3 separate regions of the Mus musculus genome follow, and regions 1 and 2 are each linked to region 3. A link is a contact called in public Hi-C and Micro-C data. All regions are on one chromosome and are shown on one strand. Each heading gives the region's core, a stretch centred on a gene start, on an enhancer-like site or on the middle of the called end of the contact. The rest is flanking DNA. Distances are from core to core; before and after follow the strand shown. Region 1 has its middle 24 kb from the start of Meox1. Region 2 has its middle 18 kb from the start of Gm33662. Region 3 holds the start of Dusp3 (dual specificity phosphatase 3 (vaccinia virus phosphatase VH1-related)).

Region 1 (2,943 bases), core at 103-2,602, 110 kb before region 3:
GTAAGTACACTGTAGCTGTCTTCAGACACTCCAGAAGAGGGAGTCAGATCTTGTTGGGGATGGTTGTGAGCCACCATGTGGTTGCTGGGATTTGAACTCTGGACCTTCGGAAGAGCAGTCGGGTGCTCTTACCCACTGAGCCATCTCGCCAGCCCCCGAGATGGAGACTCTTGTACAAGCTGCTGGACTCTGTACTCCAGGCTAGCTGGCTTGCAAGCTTCCCGCTGACTTTCCGATCTCTGCCTCCCGTCTTGCCACAGGAGTGCTGGCATCACAGATATTTGCCACCATGTCTGGCTTTTTATTAAAAGGAGATTTATTTCATTCTATTTTAAATAGTTATCGTTAGGAGTAGTAAAACTATGGAAACTTGAAATTTTTTTATTTTATATGTATGGATGTTTTACTTACATAAATGTCTGTGTACCACATGCATGCCCATGGATTCCCTGAAACTGGAGTCACAGATGATTGTGAGCCACCACGTAGGTGCTGGGAATCGAACCTGGGTCCTTCAGAGGAACAGCCAGTGCTCTCAATGATGAGCCACCTCTCCAGCCCCTACATTGACTTTTCTGGGAAGCAATTTTCTTTTCTCCTCTTAGAGACCTCAAGTCCCTTTGTTAACCCATTTGCTCTGGACCCTCCTTGCTACAGTTTCACTGTTTTTCTGGACAATTTGGTTGTCAGAGCTGGTGAAGTCTTGGCTGCCTGTATCCTCTGAGATCCGGCTAGAGGCCAGGCCCTTGCAGTACAGAGTCATGGGACGTCTTGGTTCAGAAGAGGAAGGAAAGCTTGGGACACTTCACGGCAGAAAGAGGAGAAGCCGAGATTCAACAGGATCTGATTGACCCTAAAGCCACTGTATCTTTTTTTTTTTTTTTCTCTCCTGTGTGATCCTGCCATCTGGGTTCTTCATGGGAGAAACTCACTCCTGGGAGAGAATTCTGACTCCCCGGGGTCAGGAAAATCTGATGGCTACACACAGGCAGAGCAGAGAGGGTTTGCTCAAAAGACCCAGTCTTCAGGTAGCCAGGAGAGAAGAGAAGAACGAAGGAACGTAAGAGAAACATTCAAACCTCAAAAACTGGAGGTGGGGTGGAGTGGAAGGCGTGGACCCGGCTTCGGGTTTAGTCTGTTGGTTCACGGTTTTGTAGAGCCATGTGGCTCTCAGAGAGGCCTGCACTGAGCTGAAGGGACCGAGCCGGAAGCACCGTTTAGACACACAGACTTGAGCTTGTGCAATTCCTTCCTACTCTCAGCATCTTGGTTTCCTAGCCTGAGATTACCAGTCTCAACAGGAACCCCACCCCCACCTCGGCTGGCTGCCACGGAGAACTCATTTGCCTCTTGGCACTCACAGCATCCTGGGTGGCAGCGGCAGCGGCAGTGGCAGAAGTCCCCGCAGCTGCCAGTCCTTGGACCTTTCCTTATTATTGAGAGTCTTTCATCCCCCCTCCCGGAAGGATCGGCCACGTGGAAACTGAGACTGACCCTTTAGGGTTGAGTCTGGAGCGTGCTTGTTGATAGCTCCCTTTCTTCTGGTCCTTTGGGGAGAGTGGGTCTACACGGGCAGCTCAGCAGCCAGCTGTGGCCCAGATGTGGAGACCTGGCTGACCACAAAGAGGGTAGGGGGGTGGGTGGGAAGATCTCCCCACTTCCTCCCTTGAAGATAAATGGTTCAGGGGCCACTGGAGGCGCCAAAGGCCACAGCTGCCCCAGGAGCTTTTCCAAGATAGGAGCTTTGCTCCATCCCTGAGAACAGTCCCTACCTTGTGAGATGGATGGCTCAGAAGACAGAATGAGGGGACTAGGTGCTAAGTTGGGGGCCACCCCATCCTCTCATGCTATGGCTCTCTAGATAATCTTGTATAGGTCCCAGTTCCTGTGGGTCCTCAGCTGGGTCTATACTTAGGCAGGGATGCTAAAAGTGGTTGTTATCTTGCTATTTATTTATCTATTTGCAGTCTCATGCATGAGTGTGGGGTGTACATATACCACTGCTTGTGTGTGGCACGCATGTGGCCGTCAGAGAACCATTTCAAGGGTTGGTCCTTGTTTGAGACAGAGTATCTTTGTTGTTTGCCACTGACTACTCCCAGGAACTGGCCCAGGAGCTTCCAGAGATTCTCTTGTCTCTGCCTCCAACCTCACCATAGAGGCGCTGGGATCATAGACTATGCTACTCTACCCAGACTTACACGGAATCTGGGGACTCAAAGTCAGGTCCTCCGGCTTGCCTAGAGGCCGCCTCCTCACCCCCTTGGTCTACATTTTGTTCTTTCCGCCCAACATTTTGAACCAAATGAGCTCAGAAAATAGCCATACAATGCACATGCCTGTCCATGCACACATACAGGCATCCACTCACACATGTGTGTACGAACATGCACATGCACATATACCTACCAGGAACAGATCTGAGCTTCCCTCCAGCCCCCTCAAGAGAGGAGGGAAGGAAACAGAGTGCCATATATCACTTCTTTCCAAACAAGCAATCTCCTTTTTTTTGCCTAGAGTGGGGTGGGGGTGGTCGGCAGCCATGACTGGCTTCGGGAAGGAGCCCCTCTGGCCCATATTTCACAGACACCCCAGACAGAGCTGCTGTCAAGAGCACTGTCTAATTTCCTCCTGACTGCTGGCCCAGATCCCCCCACAAAGAAGGGCATTGTATCTCCTCCACGCCCTGGGCATCTGCTCTGCAGAGATCCGCTGGGGGACTCAGGGAGGGGATTTGGGAGAATAAAGGCACCGCATCCTGTGCCACAACCTCAGAAAGGGTCACAAATTCTTGAGTTGAAAGAGCTTGGTTCCATCCGCCCCCATCCTCTCTCAGGCCTCTCAGGTACCTCTGACCAGAGCCCTGAAAGGCCTTTAAAACTAATTTAAACTAGGCCAGGTGCCTGTGTTCTTCTTGAAGAGATACAAGCCCCACATTCGCTT
Region 2 (3,048 bases), core at 17-2,516, 65 kb before region 3:
ACGTGGTACTAGAGGAGCCATGAGTTCTACCTCTTGATCCAAAGGCAGCAGAAATGGGGGACTGAGTTCCACACTGGTTGGAGCTTGAGCATAGGAGAGAGAACTCAGAGCCTGTCCCTACAGTGACACATGTCATCTAACAAGGCCACACTTACCCCAACAAGACCATACCTCCTAGTAGCACCACTCCCTGTGAGCTGGGAGGTGGTCACTGGCAGACACAGATGTCCCTGTCTGATTACTTGGGACTGGAGCCCAAGCCTCACTCAGACTCATTCGTTCACAGAGCTCATAGATGTTTCTGGAAGACTGGGAAGAGTGGATAAGGTCAAGAATGGGGAAGGCACTGGACAACTCAGATACTGTGTTGTGGTTGCTACTCAGAAGTTGTGGAGCAAAAGTGAGAGAGGCCAGGAGGTGGCCATGGCATGACAACCAGACCTACCAGATACCAGTGTGGTGAACCAGGAGAAAGGATGACTCAGGGAGAAATGACAGGATTAGGAGAATGAATGGAAGCAGTGTGTGAATCCCACTTTGCAGAGCTGGGAACTAAAGTCCAAAGAATTTGTGTGACCTAGGTGGCGCTGAGATGTATCCCTTGTCTACTTGGATCTCAGCCCACTTTCCTGCCACACTGCCCCCTCTTCCAAATGGGCTTTGGTCTCTCACTGGGTTGGACACCTAAAAATGGAGTCCTTGGCGCTCCTCAATGCAGGACTCTCCTCCTCAGCACTGCCATTTTAGACCAAATAATTCTCACCATGTGCATATGCATCTTGGTGGGCACCACATCTCTCTTTCCACGAGAGTCCTGGGTATCGAATGCAGGTCAGCAGTAAGAACCATGTTGTTGGTACCCAGATTTCTTTCATAAATAATTCCTGAAGAATGTGTTCTGTCATCTGTCTGGAAAGGCCTAGTAGTTTAGATGGGTGGTACTAGGGAGCGCTGAGCAAAATTCCAGTACCCTTCTGTTCTATCCGTGGGGTTCTCTGGCTGTGGCTTGGGTCTAAAAACACAGACCTCCAATGTCTTTGAGGTCCTGATTCTCTGTACTGGGGGTCAGGCCTGGTACCTGCACGTGCTAATGCCTGACACACAATATAGACAGTATCCAAGTTATATCCAAGTTATAGTCAAGATTTCTCCATCCTCCCTAAGAATTAATTCCACCATGCAGTTCCACATGTGTCCGCCAGGTGGCGATGGTCAACCATAGTTCTCACAAAGCAACCCTAAAGAGGGCTATGTGCCTTCTGTGGTAGTGGAATGTTCTAGAGAGCCAGTATTTTGCATCCTGGCTCCGTGTCGTGCATAGACTTCACACCAATGTGATTATCCCTCACTCTTTGTTGCTCTCTGTCGCCAAGCCTTTCAGCAGCCCAAAGCTGGGAGCTACCAACTAAATCAGTACTAAAGTACTGGTTACTACTGTGTCTGGAATCACTGAATTATCAGCACTGAAAGGGACTTTAGAAGGTTGGGCATTGTAAGTCTTAAACTAAAAACAAATAAACAAACAAAACAAAACAAAAAAAATGGTATGATCTTGGACAAGCTCTCTAACCTCTCTGCCTCAATGTCTTTGTCTAAAGTGGGATAAAAATGTCTTGCTTATGCAGTTGTTAAAGAGAACGTGCCTATAACAGATGTTTGCTACAAACTTGTGTCACTATTTAGTTTTACACAAGGGCAAGCAGAGGCTGGGCAAGGGCAAGTGGCTTGCCCAAGTCACACACACAGGGAGAGACTGCTGGATGAGAGCCTCATTTCCTGTTCCCTGACCCTCACCCTTCCACAGTGTGTGTGTGTGTGTGTGTGTGTGTGTGTGTGTGTGTGTGTGCACAAATGTTTGTGTGTGAGAGTGAGCATTTGTGTGGCGTCCAGAAGTCAACTTCAGGTGTTGTTCCTCAGAAGCCGTTAATCTTGGGTTGTTTGTTTGTTTGTTTGTTGTGTGTGTATGTGTATTTGAATGTGTGTGAGAGCATGCATATAAGTGTGAGGTCAGAGGACTTCAGATGTCCATCCTTGTCTCCCGTCTTGTCTCTCTTCTTTACCCTGAGATACCTCCATTCCCCACCCCGCTTCAGGAGTGGCCTCTGAGTCCACACTCGGTAGTCAGGCCAGTACAACACCTCTGTGCACTGAGCCATCCCCTCAGCCTCTGCCTTGATTTTGAGATGGGAGTGTTCACTGGGACCTGATCTCACTAGTTAGGCTCAGCTGACTGGCCAGTGAACCCCAGGAATCTACCATGTCGTCCAGGCAAGCATTTGTTGGCTGAAACTATGTCTCAGCCCTTCTCCTGTTCAATGTTCTAGTCTTGGTTTTGTTCCCGTATAAGGGAAAATCAAAATTCTAGAAGACAAGGACAAATGGCTTTTACTGCAGTGAGCTCTCCCTGAGGGCAGGAAGAGCCTACTGCTGGCCTGGCCTCAGAGGTCCTAATGAGAGCCTTTCACTGGCTCTGGGGGTGAGGGTAAAGGTCTACCCTGAGCCATGGTCTTTGCCTCTAGGCAGCCAGATGGGGTCAGGCTGGAACATCAGAAGAGCAGCTAGTCCAGCGTCAGCCCTCAGGGGGACCAGAGAGAGCCATGAGATGAGATACCACACAGGGAGCAGCTCTGCAGAGGAAGTCAGGGCTCTAACACTTCACTCCAAGCTGGCTGGCCAGGATGGGGCCGACTCAGCACTCTGTTCTGTTTCTAGATGCTATTGGGGTTTTGAGACATCTCTCCCTCATTTGTAAATAAAAGGAATTAAATGGCATTATTTGGGATGTTCTTCTGGCTCCCAGGATCCCTGTGTGTTGCTGTCAGCTTTGGCCAAGAGCATCGGCGAAAAGGCCAGCATGGGAGGCAACCACAGCACAGTGAAGGGAGGATAATATTTACCTCCCATGTTCACATTCATCGAGGCGTCTTGGCACGGGTGCCCTCATGGGGACTCTGGCCCAAACAGGGAGCCTCAGCTGTCCTCTGAAACAGATCTGCCACTTGCACCCTGCCCCACCCCGCCACCCCCACCCCGAGCCTGGTCTCATTT
Region 3 (2,828 bases), core at 219-2,718:
ACCTGTCCCCCAGCAAGCAGGCTCCTGAGACCGCCAAGCCCCCTGGCTTCTTGGATAGTTGAGGTAGGGAGGACTGGGAGAGGTTCCCTAAGACTATGCAGCGACTGAGCTGGAGGCTGACCCTGTGAGTCTGTTTAGCCACTTGCTCAGGAGCAAGAATGCACAGCCACGTTGACAGAATGCTGAAGAGCGCGTCCATATATCTCAGCTCTCTACCACCAATCCAACCGTCAGCAAATGCACCATGATGACCACCACCGTTCTGAAGAGTGAACACCATATGGTGTTTGACACATAGTAGGTGCTCCGTATGGAAATAAGCGATGCAGTACATGCAACCTGCCCCCAAGTGTCTGAGACTAATCATGTGAAACCCCTCTGGCTCTGCTGCAGGCTAGGCAGCAGGTCCTAGGTGCAGGACAGGAAACACACATGTAAGACATTGAAAGATCCTTACAGCCCCTCAGCCATCCCGGCCATCGCTTCCTAGTGTGCAAAAACAGAGCTTAGGACTTTAATAAATGGGGTCTTCACATTCATGAAAACCCAACGTGGATCTTCCTGCAATGTGGATCATGCCAACTTTTATCTTGGTGTTAATATTGGTTCTCTCCCACTGCTGAGAAATTCTTATTAATAACATGACTAAAGTTTTCTTTTTAAAATAAGAACACATACGAGCTCAATAATATACACATTTCCTAGTGGTGCAATTAGGAGGAATTTTCAGATGGCTCGGGTCTTTATCATTTTGTTTTTTTCCATCTAAGTCAAACTTTATCTGGAGAAGCCAGGAAAGCCTTGGCTCAGCTACTTCCTCTTCTAGGGTATTTTAGGGTATTTGGATTTCCTGACACGGACAGGAAAAGCTCCACACCCAGATTGTAACGTCATCCCGTTGCCATGGCAACGAAGGCAGACATTCCACGGTGACCTCACTGCAGAACTAGGCAGCTGTCACATGACGCGCGGCCAAGAGACAGCCCTGCCACCTGTTAAGAGAACGTGGTAGCCTTGACCCCGCCCAAGCCCAAGCCAGAGCTGGTAGAGGCTGAGGTCAGGCACTTTGGGGGTTGGGGGGCGTCTCTGGGCATGCGGAGTCCAGCTCCTCCGCTTCATGCGCGGGGAGTAGGCGTCGACTCCAGGCTGGTCCCCAGCACCCGCTCTTGCTCTCAGGTCGGCGACCGCGCCCAGGATCCACCCCCCCCCCATGGACCCCACTCCAGCCCCCAAGTAGTAGTCGGGGCCCGCTGGGAGCGGCTACGGGTTTGGCCCTCCCAGAGACTCACGCGTTGCCCACGTAGACCCTCGGGACGACCTCGTTGCAGGGCTGGCTCGGCAGGCTGTAGCAGCCGCTGCCATCCGAGAGCAGGTCGTTGAGATCTTGCACCGAGAGTTCGAACGAGCTGGACATGGCGGCGGCGGGGCGCTGCACGCCAGGGCAGGAGCGAACGAGGGGGAGAAGCCGGGTCAGCGGGGCGGGGCTGCCCAACCGGGAGCCGCCCCGTCCCGCCCCGGAGGCGGGCCCACTGGGTGCGGGAAGCTGCGGTCACGCTAGGCAGCGCAGAGGACACGCGCGACTGGCCAAGCGCCGCAGGACCCCGGGGCACGTTCCTGGCCGAGATGCCATCACTCCCGTGTCATCCGTACTCATTCACCCTGGCTAAGGCAGTGGAGCGCAGGCACTTCATTTACTGAACCCAATGCGGGACGCCTGGGTACACCTGGAGTCGCTCTTTCAGGATAATGGGTACCCCTGGGGTTTGCTGTGAACCCTTCTCGCTGCACACCAGCAGAGTGGGCATCCATTCATTCACCCCAAACACACACGTCAGAACACATCTTCCCAGCCCACGACTGCTGAACCAACAACCTGCCTACCCAGGAGATGGATCCTTACCCAAGGTTACAGGAAAGAGCCCTATTCTGGAACACTTCTTTTAATGTTTGATGTGAATCAGCATTGAACTTTTTAAAGGCTGAAGGTATAGGTCGCCAGGTTTGGCATCTGACCCTGGGGGACTACTTTAACCTTAGCCTGTGTGCTGGCGACTAAAAGGGAGGAAAGCAGTTTGAACAGCTATAATTTTGTGAGACCCGAAGTGTCTACGAATCTGTAACTTTTGAGTGTAAACACAATATAAATGGAGAATTCTCACACCTGACCTGTGACAGTCAAAACACAGGCACACTAAAAATTACTGTACAAAACTGTATTCAGGATATATTTATATGTGACGCATTAATGGATTTCATGTTTAGACTTGGATCCACTCACTACATATAGTATATATATTATATCGTAAAGTCTCAAACATTTCTGTCCCAAGCACTTCAGTAAAGAATATGCAACATCTAACTCCTAAGAATTGCTGGAGGGCTGGCAAGATGGCTCAGAGGGTTAAGAGCACTGACTGCTCTTCCGAAGGTCCTGGGTTCAAATCCCAGCAACCACATGGTGGCTCACAACCACCCGTAATGAGATCTGACGCCCTCTTCTGGTGCGTCTGAAGACAGCTATAGTGTACTTATGTATAATAATAAATCTTTGGGCCAGAGCGAGTGGAGTTGACCTAAGTGAGCGGGTCATCTGTACAGCTATAGTGTACTCACATACTTAAAGTAAATAAATCTTTTTTTTAAAAATTTGCTGGAAAGATTCCAGAAACATTCAAGGGGTTGCGGAGGTTCCTGGGCTGGCAAGGTGCCCAGCATGCACAAAAACCTTAGTTCAGTTCCCAGCGCGGAACATACAGGCGTAGCGGTTGCAGAAGCAATTGACAGATGTTGAGCACTCACTGGGGGCCTGCGCCCTGGGCTGTGGGCTC

The links. A called contact is a pair of places that touch in the nucleus more often than the background predicts.
Region 1: a contact with region 3 is called in a Hi-C map of forebrain, with 2.2 times the contacts expected there. The contact joins the enhancer-like site here to the promoter of Dusp3 in region 3. A contact is called at or near these places in 1 of 484 Hi-C or Micro-C datasets (forebrain), 2 of 115 datasets of contacts at active chromatin or transcription factors (embryonic stem cells and pancreatic cancer cells) and 4 of 9 other capture datasets (adipose tissue, embryonic stem cells, liver and 1 more).
Region 2: a Micro-C map of trophoblast stem cells shows a contact between it and region 3, with 5 times the contacts expected there. The contact joins the enhancer-like site here to the promoter of Dusp3 in region 3. A contact is called at or near these places in 23 of 39 promoter capture datasets (the 3T3-L1 cell line, 3T3-L1-derived adipocytes, the C10 cell line and 13 more), 6 of 15 datasets of contacts at CTCF or cohesin (CD8 T cells, the G1E-ER4 cell line, the NIH/3T3 cell line and 2 more), 111 of 484 Hi-C or Micro-C datasets (2-cell-like embryonic stem cells, 8-cell embryo, the AML12 cell line and 62 more), 37 of 115 datasets of contacts at active chromatin or transcription factors (the 230-238 cell line, the HPC-7 cell line, the NIH/3T3 cell line and 23 more) and 6 of 9 other capture datasets (adipose tissue, embryonic stem cells, embryonic trunk and 3 more).

Annotation. Positions count from the first base shown.
Region 1 is chr11:101,868,964-101,871,906 of GRCm38.p6, forward strand. No RefSeq gene overlaps it. Among named protein-coding and RNA genes, the nearest start is that of Meox1, 24 kb to the right of the region's middle. Within about 2 kb of position 1,353, at least 30 of the 459 cell types and tissues checked have an H3K27ac peak or open chromatin away from gene starts, as enhancers often do. A contact at or near this core is called in forebrain, where this site is marked.
Region 2 is chr11:101,918,620-101,921,667 of GRCm38.p6, forward strand. No RefSeq gene overlaps it. Among named protein-coding and RNA genes, the nearest start is that of Gm33662, 18 kb to the right of the region's middle. Within about 2 kb of position 1,267, at least 28 of the 459 cell types and tissues checked have an H3K27ac peak or open chromatin away from gene starts, as enhancers often do. A contact at or near this core is called in bone marrow-derived macrophages, cerebellum, embryonic limb bud and 2 more, where this site is marked.
Region 3 is chr11:101,983,323-101,986,150 of GRCm38.p6, forward strand. It overlaps Dusp3 (dual specificity phosphatase 3 (vaccinia virus phosphatase VH1-related)), which reads right to left and starts at 1,469. Exons shown (of 3, transcript NM_028207.3): 1 at 1,290-1,469. The coding sequence starts at 1,414.